Linked DNA regions of Mus musculus: regions 1 and 3 are each linked to region 2. Evidence: chromatin contacts called from public HiChIP or PLAC-seq data. All regions are on one chromosome and are shown on one strand. Each heading gives the region's core, a stretch centred on a gene start, on an enhancer-like site or on the middle of the called end of the contact. The rest is flanking DNA. Distances are from core to core; before and after follow the strand shown.

Evidence for each region. HiChIP or PLAC-seq counts read pairs in DNA pulled down with a chosen protein or histone mark.
Region 1: an H3K27ac HiChIP or PLAC-seq map of stem cell-derived epiblast-like cells shows a contact between it and region 2, with 2.3 times the contacts expected there. The contact joins the enhancer-like site here to the promoter of Lca5 in region 2. A contact is called at or near these places in 5 of 484 Hi-C or Micro-C datasets (cerebral cortex, forebrain, liver and 1 more), 7 of 115 datasets of contacts at active chromatin or transcription factors (CD8 T cells, double positive thymocytes, embryonic fibroblasts and 2 more) and 1 of 9 other capture datasets (adipose tissue).
Region 3: a contact with region 2 is called in an H3K4me3 HiChIP or PLAC-seq map of bone marrow-derived macrophages, with 2.7 times the contacts expected there. The contact joins the enhancer-like site here to the promoter of Lca5 in region 2. A contact is called at or near these places in 5 of 39 promoter capture datasets (3T3-L1-derived adipocytes, epiblast stem cells, liver and 2 more), 3 of 484 Hi-C or Micro-C datasets (the C10 cell line, Th1 cells and bone marrow-derived macrophages), 5 of 115 datasets of contacts at active chromatin or transcription factors (bone marrow-derived macrophages, embryonic stem cells and neural progenitor cells) and 2 of 9 other capture datasets (adipose tissue and liver).

What each region holds. Positions count from the first base shown.
Region 1 is chr9:83,480,951-83,483,650 of GRCm38.p6, forward strand. No RefSeq gene overlaps it. Among named protein-coding and RNA genes, the nearest start is that of Lca5, 41 kb to the left of the region's middle. Within about 2 kb of position 1,426, at least 70 of the 459 cell types and tissues checked have an H3K27ac peak or open chromatin away from gene starts, as enhancers often do. A contact at or near this core is called in stem cell-derived epiblast-like cells, where this site is marked.
Region 2 is chr9:83,439,651-83,442,350 of GRCm38.p6, forward strand. Lca5 (Leber congenital amaurosis 5 (human)) reads right to left here and starts at 1,449. Exons shown (of 8, transcript NM_027448.2): 1 at 1,259-1,449. All of the region lies in intron 1 of Gm2087 (predicted gene 2087), which reads left to right.
Region 3 is chr9:83,399,589-83,402,288 of GRCm38.p6, forward strand. Lca5 (Leber congenital amaurosis 5 (human)) reads right to left here. Exons shown (of 8, transcript NM_027448.2): 4 at 2,024-2,161; 5 at 1,015-1,108; 6 at 38-180. Among named protein-coding and RNA genes, the nearest start is that of Gm2087, 31 kb to the right of the region's middle. Within about 2 kb of position 1,388, at least 17 of the 459 cell types and tissues checked have an H3K27ac peak or open chromatin away from gene starts, as enhancers often do. A contact at or near this core is called in bone marrow-derived macrophages, where this site is marked.

The sequences.
Region 1 (2,700 bases), core at 176-2,675, 41 kb after region 2:
GAAGTAGGTTTGGCCTTGTTGGAGGAAATGTGTCTCTGTCTCCTGCTGCCTGCTGAGTAGGATGTAGAACTCTCAGCTCCTTCTTCAGCACCATGTCTGCTTTGTGCCACCGTGCTTCCCACCATGATGAAAGTTCTGCTATGGACTAAACCTCTAAACTGCATGCCGGCCCCAATTAATGTCATGGTGCATCTTCACAGCAATAGAAACCTTAAGTAAGACACAGGCCACACCACACCACTCTAAGACATATACCCAAGTTCCTCTTGTTGTGGTGATCCCCAACCATAAAATTATTTTCATTGCTACTTCATAATTGTCATTGTTACTAGTGTTATGAATTATAATGTAAACATTTGATAGGCAACTCTTGAAAAGGATTGTTTGACCCCCCAAAAGAGTTGAGAACTGCTGAATTAGAATCTGTGTTCCTCTTTTCTGACGACAACAGGGCAGAGGTGGGACCCACCTCTTATCCAAGGGCTGTCTCATCCTCCCTCCCCCCCCCCCAGCTGTCCTGGAACTACAGCTACTCCTTGCTTGGCTTCCTCCTATATTGTTCTGAATAAAATAGGTTTTTTCTCTCTTTTAATTCTGGAAATTATTAGAACATAAATTTCCACTTAGATTGATGAAAGGGCATTTCCCTGGCAAAAGAAGAAATGAATGTTTTTTTGTTTTTTTTTTTTGCAATAGGAGAAAATGATATTGAACCTCCTCAGGAAAGGAAGATTGCATTCAGTTAAGACAATCGGGTTTTGTTTCTGTTTTCCTGTCTGCATGAAGGAAAGCAACCTCTGCTTCTGGAATGGTTTGTGTTATTTTCCTCTGCACAGGAGAAGGCAGTTAATGGATGCCATGTACTTAATTCTCTGAATTTCTACATGAGTCTCCATTCTCTTGGGCCATAGAAAAGAAAATTCCCTAGCTCTTATAAAAACACAAGTTTTTACAGCAATTAGGCCTCTCAGTGACCTTTATGCTTGGCAGGAGAAATGTTAATAATATAAAAGGTTGCTGTATTTTATTCAATTTTTAGGCTTTGAACATTTTAAATTGGTTTGTACTGTTTTGGATTTGGAAATTCTGTCTTTTACTATGTCTGTGATCTTTTATTAGAACATTGATTCTCAGGAAATGGAGTGAATAGTTGGTGATTTGTCATTTATCAGATATGTATTTTTTAAATGCATGTACATACAGATCAACCTCAAGTATCTTCCCTTAGGGCTCCTCACCATATGTTTTCTGAGACAGCATGTCTCACTGAACCTGGGACTTGCTGTTGGCTGAAAAGCCCTTTGAGGCCTTTTGAGGCCTGCCCCTCTCACACTCTGAGGCCTGCCCCTCTCACACTCTGAGGCCTGTCCCTCTCACACTCTGAGGCCTGCCCCTCCCACACTCTGAGGCCTGCCCCTCCCACACTCTGAGGCCTGCCCCTCCCACACTCTGAGGCCTGCCCCTCTCACACTCTGAGGCCTGCCCCCCTCTCACACTCTGAGGCCTGCCCCTCTCACACTGTTCTCTGCACTGAGGTTACAGAGTTCTGGCACTGTGTCTGGTTTTTATGTGAATTCTGGGGCTATGATCTCAGGACCACAGGCTTGCACAGCAAGCACTTTTCCCCTTCAACTGTTGCCTAAGTCCAGACCCCTTGTACACTGTAGAAGGAGTATGAAAAACTCAGAACTTAAATTGCACAGGTTGTTAATGAAAGCACTGTTTACTAGTGGTTTGGGAAGAATTATCACATTTTGTGTGGCATGGCTACAGACAGTGCTGTCGCTTAACACCAGGTACCATCACACGGAGTGCCTACTGGGCTCCACCAATGCTCAAGAGGAGAAAGGCCAGTCCACACTTACAAGTATCTTTGGTAAAGCATTGTCTCCGGCTGAGTGAGATTCACTGGCACTGTGCAAAACATGAGAAGTCTGAGTCTGTCCTCTAAACTTGAGGGGAGCACAGAGAACCCCTGGCCAAGGCTGCTGCGGCTGTTCCCCTGGGCTTCGTTGGTGCTTGCCTCATTACAACTCTTCCTGGATACAGATTTCTCACACCTTGACTATTTTTCCCACATTCCTGTAGTCAGTACTAAATGAGGCAAGTGGCACACTAAGGTTAGCTGTGAAGCGAGAAAGATGAAAAGGAAAGGGTGGGATGAGGCTGGAAGCAGTCTGCCTTCCTCCTGGACCCCACATTTAATACACCTCTTAGAACCACCTTCCTTCTGAGAGCATCTTAGATTCTACTACTAGAACACAAAAATACCAGAGGAATGTATCTTGACTACTGTTGGTATCAAACAGCTGAGGCTTGGAATACAACTGAATCCACTTGATAAACATCTTGAATTTAACAGAACCCAGACAGGACTTTTTGGTTACACCGAAAAACACCCCACCCAGACACAGTCTTATTTAAACTACCTGGCTGAGATCTCTACTACAGCTTTTGCTTTGAAAACTTAGCTGGCATCTCAGCTATGTTAACATTTCAAGCTTACAATGTCTGTGTTCTTCTAATGTTCCAAACTCATTTGTGTATACTAGCTTTCTTCTTATCTTTGTTTTATACCCCTATGACAAAATACTCCAGGCTGGGTAATTCATAAAGAGCATAAAATGTATTTGCTCTTACAATTCTGGAGGCTGGAGAGCACTTGACTAGATCAAGGTGTTGGGAAACTCAGCTGCCCAG
Region 2 (2,700 bases), core at 199-2,698:
TGAAACCTCCATTTACCCTTTTCCTGGATGCCTGTAGCTCTCTCACCCGATCCCTCACCATTTAAATGACTTTTTAAATTTACTTACTTATATTTGATTATTTGTGTGCTTGTTTAGTTAGTAAGTTAGTTATGTGAGTGTTTTGTTGAACGCCTGTCTGTGTGCCATGGATACAGTTCCTGGTACCTAGAAGGGCCAGAAGACAGCGTAGGATTCCCTGGAACTGGAGTTACAGACAGTTGTGGGCTGCCATGTGGCTGCTGGGAATCAAACCTAGGGCCTGTGGGAGAGTAGTTAGTACTCTTAACGGTTGAATCAGCTCTCAAGCCCTAAGTTATGACTGTTGATCCCAAAGACATCTATCTAATCCTGAACGCACGGTTGAGCATCCATGTGTATGTGGTCAAGCCTACTCTGCTTGGGCCAAGAGTTAAGACCCTCAAACTTCGGGATTGAGATGTGCAGGCAGGAGCTGGTCCAGGACAGGAAACACGCGCACACACACACACACACACACACACACACAATTAATCAATCCTAAAAGAAAATTTACTTTCATAAAACCTTCCTCCACACCCCGCCCCCACCCCACTTACCCAAATATAGGTACAAATACCTCCGTAAAATTAATCCTCACAATGTGTCTACCATTCACTGCACTTCTCTGGAGGAAAAATACAGCCCCTAGCAACTTGTTACCAACCAAAAGATACCATTACGTATCAAGCCCATGAAGTGACTAAGAATTTACATTCAGGTGAACTGGTCACACAGGGAAACACTGTTCCCTTATTCAGCTAGCGCGAAACAAAAGGCATGTGCATCCACCCCAACTCAGTTCTGCCAACAGGTAGGTTTTGCTAACTACTTTCATTCGTTCCATTCCATCCCTCAATGATGTATAAAAATAATCCACAGCCTGGACCAAAGTGTCTCTCCCCTTTAACGACAGTGTTAACAATAATATCCTAGACTGTTCCAGAGTCTCTGAAAGGCTCCGCGCGCCCTCCTTTCCCATCCCGATCTACACCAGTCTCCAGGGGTTTCTTTCTGGTAACTTCGTTCTTCTTTGGATCCGTCTGCACATGCTTTCCTTCTGCTTTAGGGGGCTAACAAATCCCAGTCTCTCAACTTTCTCTTCCTTCTCTCCAAAGCATCCGCCGATCAGCCCCGCCTCGCCCCGCCCCATCACGTCCATCCCCCCCCCCCCCCCCCCCCGGCCGCAGACCTCCTCTCTCATCCGAGGCCCGCCCCTCACCCTCCAAGCTGGCACCTCCTGCTCCTGCCTGGATCATCGGCCGATCCCCGAGTCCGACCGACAGCTACGGTCCGAGACCTAGAGTACCCGGACGCTGCAGACTGCGGTTGCGGGGAGTTTGAACTCACTCACTGTAGGGACCACGGCTGCGGGCGGCGGCTCGGCGGCTTCGGCTCCTGGGCAACGGAGCAGAAGCCCAGCTTGCACCGCGGGAGGACCGGCCTCCGCCTCCCCCAGTTCCCATTGGTTACTGGACTCCATACGTTCATTTCTATTGGTTATTGTGGCATCGGAAGGCGGGATGGCGAGGAGAGAGGCATCAACCATTGGTGGGCCGGTGAGGCGGGGAACCGCGACCCGCGAGGACAGTTGCACGGAGCCCAGCACCCAGGACAGACCGAAAGAATGCCAACCCTTCTCATAGAGGGACGCCGGCTCCAGAAAGGGTCTGTGGACAAAACCCTTGGAAACCGGCCCTATTTTTTTCTGAATATTTTGGATTTCGTTATAAAGAAATCAATGTACTTTTCTGGTTCCGCTGAAATTGATGTGTAGGAGGGTGTGGACTTGATATTTTCATGATACTGCTGCCTGGGTTCTGGACTTTCTTGAGATAACACATCTTGAATATGGCTTGCGCATGATTTTTAAGTTCTGAAGGAAATCTGGGGCTAAAGGATAATGAGAACACGTTTGTTCTCGTTATGTTTTCAAAGAATTGTTTTTAAAGGAAATATTCTGAAGTGCATGACAGTGGGCTAAGGGCAGCTAGATGGCTAATTTTTCTTTTAAACTTGACAGTGCACACTAAGCAGTATTAATTGCAGTAGGTAAAGAAGCTATAAAGAAAATCTTTTCCACGGGGGCTCTGACGCTCTCTGAGCTTCTCATCCAGACCGTTTAATAAGACTGTTCAGTTCCCGATTGAAGCCTGCTGTCATTTATACTCCAGAAAATAGATTCAGGGGGTAGTAAGCGGTGAGATCAGGATAGAACCACATGGCTATTAACTTCCAAATCTAGCATCTTTAGAGCATTTCTCTAACAGGGTAATAGCATTACTGGCAAGTCAAAAAAGTATCTAAAATTTTAGAAATCTCCCAAACAAAATACCTAATTGTGTATAACATTTTCAGTGTCCTTATTACACCACACAGTGTTACTCTATCAGAGATAACAATTACTTTATTTGACCTTGAAAAAAAATAACCAAAATAATTTATAGTTCCTCAAAGCCAGTTTTACCAAATTGATGTTTTAAAGATTTGTCCCAAGTGTGATGATAACTTCACCTTTCTACATGGCATGACTTTGATCTGCCATTTTTATTAGGACTTCAGTTTTCTGATTATACCATTTCACTTCACTGTGTACTACACAGGTTACAGCTTTCCAGGAAAAAAGAACTGAAGCTACCAAACCACATTTTAATATTTTTACTA
Region 3 (2,700 bases), core at 138-2,637, 40 kb before region 2:
TCCTGGAGTTTGGCTCCAGTCATTGTGCTAAACTCACCGAAGAGAGATATTCTGGTTCATCCCATCTGTTTTCATAGCAGAGAACTGTCTGGGCTGTGAAAGGAAAGTCCTCCAGCTCAAAGTCTTCAGCGGTCTGTACTCCTTTTGTACACTGGTCTGTAAAGTCACTCTGGCAGGATACTACCAAGAAAACCATAGACAAGCTTTCTAATACCGTGGCTGTACATTCAATCGGCAACACTCATCCCAACGGGAGCACACATTTTGTTCGTGAAAGCTAGCAATTATGATTTGAGGGCAATTATACATACACAGATGCTAATAATCTTTCGCAAAGTTGATACTTTAAAAAATTCTGTAATTTACAGGAGATTTATACTTTTGTTTTAAAACAGGACAAGTGCACAATAATACAAACTATGAAGCAAAGTGAAGTGAATGCTATTTGGGATTTGTTCCAAAATACACTAGGAAGTAGAAAGGGGGAGTGAAATGGTTGCAGTAGAGAGTGCAACTGTGAGAGGTAGGTGCTTCATAAATAAGAAGGTTTTTAACCTTTTACTAAAACTCAGCTTATTTAAGGATAACATAAAAGCTGGGCATTGGCGTATTCAAGTTTTTCAAAGACTGCATAAACTCTATCTTTTTAATTTTACACATTCTAATTTTTTTTTAATTTAGGTATACAGGTTGTCTATGTGTTTGTGTGCCAGGTCTGTCTGGGTGCTCAAAGAGCCCAGAAGAGGGTGTTAGACCCCCTGGAGCTGGAGTTTCAGGTCACTGTGAGGCATCTAAGAGTGCTCTGCAAGAGCAGCCCTCTTAACCCCCCATGCCATCTCCCCAGTCCTGGTCCCCTCTTTAACAAAAACAAAAGTTGAAAGCAATGTGATTCCAAGAAAATCTGATCCATAACAAAAGATCAAATATATTCCAAGGACACTCCTTCCCTCCCCCCTTCACTTTAGAACCCATTAGTTAGTAACAGCTTCAGTTGCAGCAATAATCCTTCCATACCATGTTTCCTTTCGATTTCTTTCTCTTTCTTTGGAGAGGATTTGGGCAGGCGATTAGCATAGATGTTTTTTATATCCAATTCTTTCTCCTTTTCCTGAAAACAAACCCAATACAGGGAAGGAAGGTGAGCAGTTTGAAATTAAATATCCTCATTGTGTTGACGGGTGTCTTCTCCATCAGACTGAACTACCTCTAGGTCAGTCCTCCACTGTAACTATCTAACTGGAGAAAGAAAGATCTCCTGGGAGGAGGAACTGAAGGCGCAAATGGAGGGGGTAGCAGGGGCGGGGTTTGGGGAAGGAGGCAGGAGGCAAGGGGAAAAGAGGGAGAAGGGAGAAGGAAGAGGATGCAAATACCACAAGTTCTACTTCCTCACCCACAGAGTGACTAATGCCTAGCTGTCATCCAGGCTCAGCCACAGAGACAAGGGCAGAGCCTCTCTCACGCATGGATTTTGAGTTACTAATGACTTAAAAGTTGGATCAGACTTTTGAACCCAAGAGCTCCTTCACAATATGGGAATGATGCCTTTTTCTGAGAACTTGGTGCTCCAAGAGAAAACTATATAAGATAATGCATATTTCTGCAGAATTCTGAGCAAAATTTCAGTCCATCAATGACCTCTGTAAAATGCAATCGTGTTTAACACAATTAACTAATGTGAACTGTGTCGCCTTTAAACAAAAGGAACTTTAAAAGCAAGCCCTGCCCCGGTCCCGTGCAGAAGAATGCTAGATCATTCAAGAGTGTGCTGCGCATGCTCCTTCCCATGATCCTCTTCTGGAACTCTGCTATTCATTTCACTTACATTGCTCCTGTTGGCATATACAGTATTTTACTTCGTTATAGCAACTATATTAACAATGCTTTGCTTCTAAGTGACAGGTAATAGAATTTGGTAGATTATACAGTAGCAAGTATGAAGGGTGACCATTATTTTAAGTACGAGGTTTTCATGTGGTTTAGATGGCGTGAGAAATCATGCCGCCGTCGAAAAGAGCGTGGTTACCTTGAGCTTGTGATGGAGCCGCTGCAGCTCCTTTTGAAGAACTTTATTTTCATCGTAAGCCTCGAATGCTCTTTTCCTTTCAGCGAGCAGCTGCCGCTGGAAACTGTTCGTGCTCAGCTCCAGGTTCTTCGATAGCTCCTGTGTAACAACAGCAAAGCCAATAGGGAGACAGGGGACTCAGCAGGGTCAGACCACATCCAGGTAGCGCTGACAAGACTTTAAACCAGGCTAAGCTTAGTGTTCAGGAGCATAACACCAACCAGGAAACGGGCTCACGAACAGTAGGAAGATGCCTAGATTAGTGGTCCTTCCTTGCTTTTCCTGATGATGGGTAATCAGTCCTTACACACCTGCTTACAGCACACAGTCGCAAGAGCTCCCAGAATGCACTGCTGGGCAGTAAATACCAAGTTGGATGAGAGCAAACAGCACAGCTATGGAGCTGCACTGATCGCCCTCTCAGGAAACTAGCGGTCCCCATGGTCTCTGACACAGGCCTCATCATGGTTATGAAGAATTCAGATTAAAATATTTAATCTTCAAATAAGTTGTTATTTGCCTACCTTCTAGACGTAAAACCTCACATAAAAAAGGAAATAAAAGGCAGTTTCGGTCTCGCTATCATCAAGGCTGGCATCTCAGAGGTGCAGCGTGCTTTTTCCTCACCACCATAAAAA